2 separate regions of the Gossypium hirsutum genome follow, and region 2 is linked to region 1. A link is a contact called in public Hi-C data. All regions are on one chromosome and are shown on one strand. Each heading gives the region's core, a stretch centred on a gene start, on an enhancer-like site or on the middle of the called end of the contact. The rest is flanking DNA. Distances are from core to core; before and after follow the strand shown. Region 1 overlaps LOC107886394 (lon protease homolog 2, peroxisomal). Region 2 has its middle 5.1 kb from the start of LOC107886396.

What was found. A called contact is a pair of places that touch in the nucleus more often than the background predicts.
Region 2: a Hi-C map of fibers shows a contact between it and region 1, with 2.4 times the contacts expected there. The contact joins two enhancer-like sites. A contact is called at or near these places in 8 of 34 Hi-C or Micro-C datasets (callus, fibers, hypocotyl and 1 more).

The regions. Positions count from the first base shown.
Region 1 is chrD08:56,958,590-56,962,584 of Gossypium_hirsutum_v2.1, forward strand. LOC107886394 (lon protease homolog 2, peroxisomal) reads right to left here. Exons shown (of 17, transcript XM_016810344.2): 17 at 3,461-3,951. The coding sequence ends at 3,868. It also overlaps the pseudogene LOC107886395. Among protein-coding and RNA genes, the nearest start is that of LOC107886394, 9.1 kb to the right of the region's middle. Within about 2 kb of position 2,297, at least 7 of the 9 cell types and tissues checked have an H3K27ac peak or open chromatin away from gene starts, as enhancers often do. A contact at or near this core is called in fibers, where this site is marked.
Region 2 is chrD08:57,015,144-57,019,138 of Gossypium_hirsutum_v2.1, forward strand. No RefSeq gene overlaps it. Among protein-coding and RNA genes, the nearest start is that of LOC107886396, 5.1 kb to the left of the region's middle. Within about 2 kb of position 1,843, at least 5 of the 9 cell types and tissues checked have an H3K27ac peak or open chromatin away from gene starts, as enhancers often do. A contact at or near this core is called in fibers, where this site is marked.

The sequences.
Region 1 (3,995 bases), core at 1,047-3,546:
ACCTAACTTTTAGGGCACTTTTATTTTAGTCCGGCACTTTTTAGGTTGCTTTCATTTTGGTAATTCAAAAAAAAAAAAATTAAAGTATTGATCAAGGTAAAAAAAACATTAAATTGCAAAAGCAATAAAACTACGTTGAGTCAATACACACTATGTTCACTTAACTTTTTTTTTCGATAATGAAATTTTAAAATGTTAAAATCAATTAAATAAATCATTGAATTTTTTGATCACTTTATAGTATCAATAAATTTGTTACTATAATATTGAAATTAATTAATTTAACGCTTGGATGACTAAAATAAAAGTGCCCTAAAAGTTAGATGACGAAATTGTAAAGTTTTTTTTGACCAAAATAATAACACCTTAAAAGTTTGGTGATCAATTGGGTAGTTTGCTTAAACATAGTGGTTAGTATTACGACATCCCTTTGAAATTTTTTAAATTGTCATATATATTGAAAATTTTATCACACTGTATGCATATGGAAACAACATATTTAGAGCATAAAGGTATGTTTGAAAATAACATTTAATAAATAATAAAATGTATGGTTTGAAACTAATTAATATAACAAATGAAATATGTAAGATTAAAATAAAAAAATAGATTAAATTGTAAGTAAAACAAAATTTAAACATTTAAATAAATACATCAGATTAAGAATACTAAATGAGGCCAATTATTTATCACAATGTTGTCATCAATCTTGAGTTAGTGTCGAGTTGATTTATGACATCAACTCAATCAACAACATTATTAATATTAGAAACTCTTTCACACACGTAAGTATATAAAAACCACGTATTTAGAAGACAAATTTATTTTTAAAATTAGCATACAATAAATAATAAAATGTATGGTTTGTACAATTGATGGAAGTAATAAAATATATATAATAAAATTAAAATGTATAAATATATTAAAATAAAATTTTAGTTGAGTGGTGGGTTCAAATCCGATAAAATTAAGAATATATGCTAATTTCATGAAAAAAAGTTAAAAACATAGGCCCAAATTTTAATTCTTTAGGGAAATAGGTTGTGGATGTGATAAAAATGCGCGTTTTTAAAAAAAATACTTTCTACAAAAAGTGCTGACATCCTTTAATTAGATAGTCAAGCATTACTATTTTCATCCTTAAATCTCAAGTTTGACTCTTATCTCAAACACAGTTTTTTTTTTCATGTGTTCCAAGTGTTTCTTTTTTTTTTGTTAACTTTTAATATTTAGTTATTGTTTTGTAATTAATAAATATGTTAGCTTTCAAATTTTCTTATTTTATTTTTAATTTATTTTTTAATTAATGGGCCCGCACGGTGTGAAAGATTAGTTTTTAGACTCGCTACGATAAATACCTTGAATTTTTTTATTTATATAAAAATAATAAATACATAATTATATAATAAAAATATATTTGATATATTTTATTATGTCAAAGATATTTTTAATTAATAACTCTTTTATTTATAGAAACGAAATAATAAATATGTAATTATATAGTGAAAATATATTATATATGTTAAAAATATTTTAATTTTTTAAGAGAATCAACTAATTTTATTTATTTATTTTTTCTTTTATATAATTTTTATATGTCAATATTTATTTTTTCACTGAGTATAATAAATTTTAATATTATAAAATTAAATAATTATTGTAAATATTAGTATTATTTTTACATGTAAAATATTTTAACATAATAAAATATATCAAATATATAATTAAATATTTATTAATTTATTTATATAAATAAAAAATTATTAATTAAATAGATGAATTAAGAGTAAAAATTTAAAAATACTATTTTTATTAATTAAAAATATAAAAAAGCTTAAAATAATTTGAAATAAAAAATAAAAAATTGCTTAGGAGAAGAATTAAACTTTAAGAGTCAAAGATGAAACCACTACTATTTAATCATCCATAAAAAAATAAATTTTGTAAAAAGTATTTTTCAGAAAATCTATTTCCCTAATTTTTATCTTGAGATATTCCTAAATTTGTCGTTCAAAATTCAAATCAGCATATTCTTTTTATTGAATTTTTATTGAACACATGGATTGTCTGTCAAATTGTAAAAACAATCTACTGTAATTGGAAAATAAAATATGTATATATAAGTGAAGGCGGAGAACAGAAGGGTAAAATAGAAAACAAAGAAGTGAACAGAACACCAGTGAAAACCTAGTAGGATCCACCGCCACCAAAAGAAAGCGTCTGACCACGTTCCCGCAAGCGTCGAGGTTTCTCCGCACACGTACCTGCAAGATTCCAACTTCATCGAATCATGGAGCAAAGTTATACCCAATTTGGACCCTCCCAAGACTTCATCTGCTTTCTTCACCCCTTGCCCCGCAAAAGAGGTTTGCTTTTTTTCTTTTTGTAAAAAAATGGGGTTCGCTTGGGTCTTCGTAGTGCGATTAATGGCTATGTATTTGGCGTCTGGGTTTTGGTTGAATTTAGTTTTGATTGATTTATGTATTTTAATTATATTGATCAATTACTTGAGTTATAGCTTAAACTAATAATGGTCATTTACTCCCTATATTAGCAATCTTATAAGTATTTACCAATTATGCAATTTTTTTCAAACATTAGTTCATTATCAATTTAAGTTCATTTCCGCTTTTAACGTATACCATTTTCTTTCATATCGGACCAATATCCATGCTTTAGCAAAGTTATTATACTAATTCATAAGAAGTGAATCATGGTCTATCCTATCATATTAGTTGTTTGTTGCAATGGCTATGGCTTATGGATTGGGAATGTCTATCTCTTCTTTGTTCTACCATATATCATTACAGTTCCTGCCAATTTACGAGCAACTTTTGTATGTAATATATATACAATAAGTATTTGGGGTGTTTGAATAAAATTTCAATGTGGGAGACATCATATTAATGAATTTCTGACTTACGGTGCATCTATTTTATCAGGTCGACATGGTAATAGTTCCTGCAACAACTGGGCATATGGCTGTTTTGCCTAGGCATGTACCTACAATTGCTGAACTCAAACCTGATGTGTTGTCGGTGCATGAAGTGAAGGATGTAACAAAATATTTGCTCTGCAGTGCCACCAACTTTGTTGCTGATATTATTACCGTGGAAGCAGTGCCACTCAGACCGCATCGAGTCTGGTTGAGTTCACCCAAAAGCTTGGCTCAGCCACTACTGATTTGGAGAAAGCTGAAGCCCAAATAGGCGTTGACGTTCACAGTGCACTCAACTCTGGTATTACAGGCTAATACTTCTGTACATAAATCAACGCAGCTCACTCCCCGTATTGCTTTCCGATTTGTGCATCAACTTTTTTATATGCCGACTTCATCAAAATTGATTAAAAAAAATGATCCTATCCTTGTTTTATGCTTTCATACAATAGAAGAGGCTGGTCTGTTGATCCCAAATAACAGGAACCAATCAGTTTATGAGGTTTTGTTTTGGGAAATAAGTAATGAAATGTTAGGTTGCCTTGCGTGCTTTCATTATAATAATCACATCTCATCCTTGGTTTATAAATAGTATATGTAATCTTATTTACACATAAATCTTAAACACGTAAGACTATAATGTTATTAAATTATACAGGAAGAAAAATGAAGGAAAACGAGAACATATTACAAGGGGAGCTGTATGCTAGCCTCCGAAATTCAGTGTGTTAAAAGAAAAGGAAAAGGGAAACGCATACCAGCAATTTCCACCCGAAGCTTCCCAACAGAGGTATATAAGCCTTATTTGCAAAAGGTCCATGACAGCTGAGCTTTATTTCCAAACAAGACTATAAATAATTGGAATCTGTGAACAGACAAAGCCCCGAACAAACAATTTGGTCACCAGAGACATGCTTGAAGCAGCTTTGTCATAATTTTGAGTGTTGTCTCCATGGGGATCCCCCATCAAACGCCTGCTCCAACACATCTTCCATTCGCTTGGCCAGCAGAATCTGGTGAGGGAAGATGGTCAATTGTTTTCTCAGTTGCCTTATTT
Region 2 (3,995 bases), core at 593-3,092, 56 kb after region 1:
TATTTCCATTTCATTGGGTCAGTTTTATTTTTGCGACAAAATCCCATGGGATTGTACACATCTCTTTTCTTTGTATAACTCAATTATTCAATGTATATATACTATATACTCAATTTCTAATATGATAAATGGAGGAATTCCTCCCTTTTTTGCATTTGAAATTCTTTGTAATCTGCTCAACTTATAGTAGAAGCAAACTTTTGCATTTACGCCAAGCTGCTATACATATATATTACAATTTACAAATGGCTTACTTATATTGGGGCTGATTTTTTTTTTCAAGTTAAACTTTGAATTAGGCAATTGTTCTCACATTTGGGTTGAATTTTTTTTTTGTTCAAGTTAAGTCCTGAACTAGATAATTGTTCTTATATTGGGGCTTAAACTTTTTTTTATCCAAGTTAGGTCCTGAACTTTACAAATGTTCCCACATTAGGACTTGAACTTTTTTCATGCAAGTTAGTCTTTGAAAACCCTAGAGATCAGGCTTCGATATGAGAACAATTACCAAATTTAAGCCCCAATATAAAAATAATTGTCGAATTCAAAAACTAACTTGGAAAAAAAATATTTAAGCCCCAATGTGAGAAAATTACCTAATTCAGGATCTAATTTTAATAAAAAAATTCAAAAATAATATCAAATTCAAACCCAAAAGTGATTTAACACTTACAAATTCACGATGCAAATTGAATCTTGGAATTCAGCTAAAAAAGTTTCCTTGGGATCCAAGAGATAGATAGAGGCATTAAAATTGGCATCAAACATAGTTATGAATTCAAGCCTTTAGCTTTCAAGTTTCAATGTACATCTGTATTAAATGCAAATTCTGACACACAGAGAAGGATGAATTTATATAGGTGAAATTATGAGGGGGGTTAATTTTTATATCTAGAAGGTAAACCTAAGGTTTGAATATAATAAGGTGTATTTGATGTAAGATTGGATCAAAGGCAAGCATATAAAATTACAAGTAGAATAGTTTTTATGCAACTTTAACAGTGTTGCTAAACTTGCAGGTAAGCTAAGAATCTGATAGTGATCACATGACATGTCCATCACATTGCATTGTCCAATGCACACAGTTGGTTCATATCATAGCTCTCTCCCACATTGACAAACTCAAAATCAAAGCGACTGTAATATCATTTTTAACTGCGTTAAGTAGATAGTGACAAGGAGGTGGACAATACAGTATATAAAAGATTTCACAACAGCAGTGCCCCATGTTCTCGTGAATTGCTCTCTCCTATCCCATGCCTTGTTTGAAAAATAAATAGATGAGCCGACAGATGGTCTTATAAATGGTAATGTGAGTAAGGGTGGGTTTGGATGAGCGATTGAGTGCGGTGTGGTGCGTTTAGCTTATTTTTTGTCTCACGCTACAGTATCGCTACAGTATCTAATCTCACCGCCACCGCTGTTTTTACACTAACCGCAGGTAAACGCACCGCCCATCCAAACTCACCCTAAGTCATGGAAACACCACACCTCTGTTAAATGATAAAGATGAAAATGTTGAAGTGGAAGATAGACAATGTTGTCCTCCTCCATTGTTATTATTTCCTTATCAAAAAAGTCTGTGCATGACACCATTTGTCTGAAACTTCTTGTCATATGGCATAAACCACACTCATCTCTGTAATGGATGCCTACATCATACATAACTTCTTTTAATAACCTTGTTTTCATTGTAAATCTGCATTAAAAAAACACATGAAAAGCTTAATTAAGAACAACAATACAAGCTGTCTTTACCAAGTAGCACAAGAGATAATGGTGAGAGAAAAAAGCATTGTAAAGGGGGGCCCTTGATATGATGCAGGAATATGACGTATGGGGGGGGGGAGGGTTGACAAAACAAAGACATGAAAGGTCGAAGCTGGTGCATATATTTAGGTACTCTGTATTGCTAACATGCATGCCATTCAGTACAGATTTTGGACTTTCTCTTCAATTTTGTTAGGTGTGGGAAACCAAAACCCACCATTTCATTTTCCCCTGCCATCACACTTGTCAATCCATAATAATAATAACACCAACCATAGTGTGGTGGCAATTGACAGGTTTCTTTTTCTTCTTCAAACAATATTAGCTAAAGTGATAAAAACATAACAGTATTTGTAATTTTGTGTTTTCTTTTCTGTTTCATTTTCTGGTTATGAAGAAGAAGACCTTTGAGGTTTGAGCCTGACATCATCAGTGGCTAAGTTACAAAAGGAACTGTAAAGGCTATAAAGGCCCTGATAATCTCATAGGTTCATAGGCATAGCTAAACCCCAAGTTAGAAAAGCTGGGTTTTTTTTTTTTTTTTGCGAGGGACTAGGATGAGATTAAAAACATTATCTGACATGTTAGTTAAAGTGGTCAGTTTTTGCATCTGACAAATTAATAAAGGATCAATTTGCAAAAAAAGGAAAAAATTTGTTTAAAAAGGTTTTGATTAAATGATCAAATGTGTTATCCGTGAAGAAAGCATGAATTGTATATTATAAGATTGTTGATATCATTAATTCCATGTCCAACGTTTGAGTTTCAGTGGGTCATACATGTCAAATGAATGAGTTGGAAGAACCCAACGAAAATGGCCAAGTTCATTAAGGTTCTTCATGGACCATTGGCCATAAGGAATCAATATCTTCTTTATTGTGGGTTCAAGGCATGAATATATATATGATCATAGCTTTGGTACAAGATCAATGTTTTAAGGAATTTTCATCTTCCTTTTTTTCCCTGCTTTTTTGTCAAGATTGAAATGGAATAAATGCATATATTAAAAGAAGCAAAAGCCAAAAAAAAAAAAAAGTAAGACGTGGTGAAGCTGCTGTTATCCTTTTTTTTTTTACCCACAGAAAAAGCATTATGAAATGAAATTTGGACAAGAAAAAAGAAGGAAGCAATTATTAAAATGGCTTTTCTACATATTCAGAACTTGTTCTTCAAGCTTGTTCTACCTAGAGAGAATATGAAAATGATGCAAAAAGAAACCATTTATGCTTTTGATTTATTCCAATTAAGCCTTGCAGTGAAAGATATAAAATCATTAAAACTTGAGGGCTAGTTTGACATAAGAAACTACTAATTGAGAGTGTTTTAAGTAAATTTGTGAATACCAGAAATGTTGAGTGATAGTTTGGCTTGGATTACAGGTCAAGCAATTTGTGTGGTACTTTTTTCTGATTTTGGTGCAATGCAATGGACTGATGATGATATTGTGTTCGGTATGAATGAAGAAGCAATACGTTTTAGGGTGGTTTGAAGCATTAAAAGTAGGGAACAACCAACAACATCAAACACTGAAAGTTGGGTCATCTATTCCTCCGTATATCACAAGGCCCTAGGAAGGCATCTCTCCCTTTCCCAAATGGTCAAATGCTTCGAGACTTTGGATGGAGACCCACCTATGCGCTTTTAATAATTTTAGTCAAATTTATTTTTTAAACTTAAATATTCTTTTTACATTTATAATATTCGAATGCAAAATTGTATTATAGAATATTGGATTTTTTTATCTTTCACTCCAATGATTTAAAATAAAAATTTATTCCCCATTTTCCATTTTCACCACCATAATCACCAATATTTCACTTAAATTAAACTTAGAACTCGGATTGCATTTCTTTCCTCTATTCAAAAAATAAATAAAATAATTTTTTTTATGTTAGATCAAAGAGTAAATTAATCTTTCCATGAAAAATTTCATTTATTTCTACCATTAAGTGACGACATGCCTAACGAAGCAAGTAGTTAGTATCATGTGGCATACCATGTATACCTCATTCTAACCTGACATCTTGCCATATTAGTAAATATTTAAAAAATCCGAAAATTTCTAAAAAATGTGTTTTTAGTAATTATTTGAAAAACTATATCCTAGATTATAGGTACTTACGTGCTGTTGTCTACTTGCTCCGTCAATCACATTATCACTTAACGATAGAAATTGATGGAGCCTTTAACAGAAGGATTAATTTACTCTTTAATCTTAATAAATT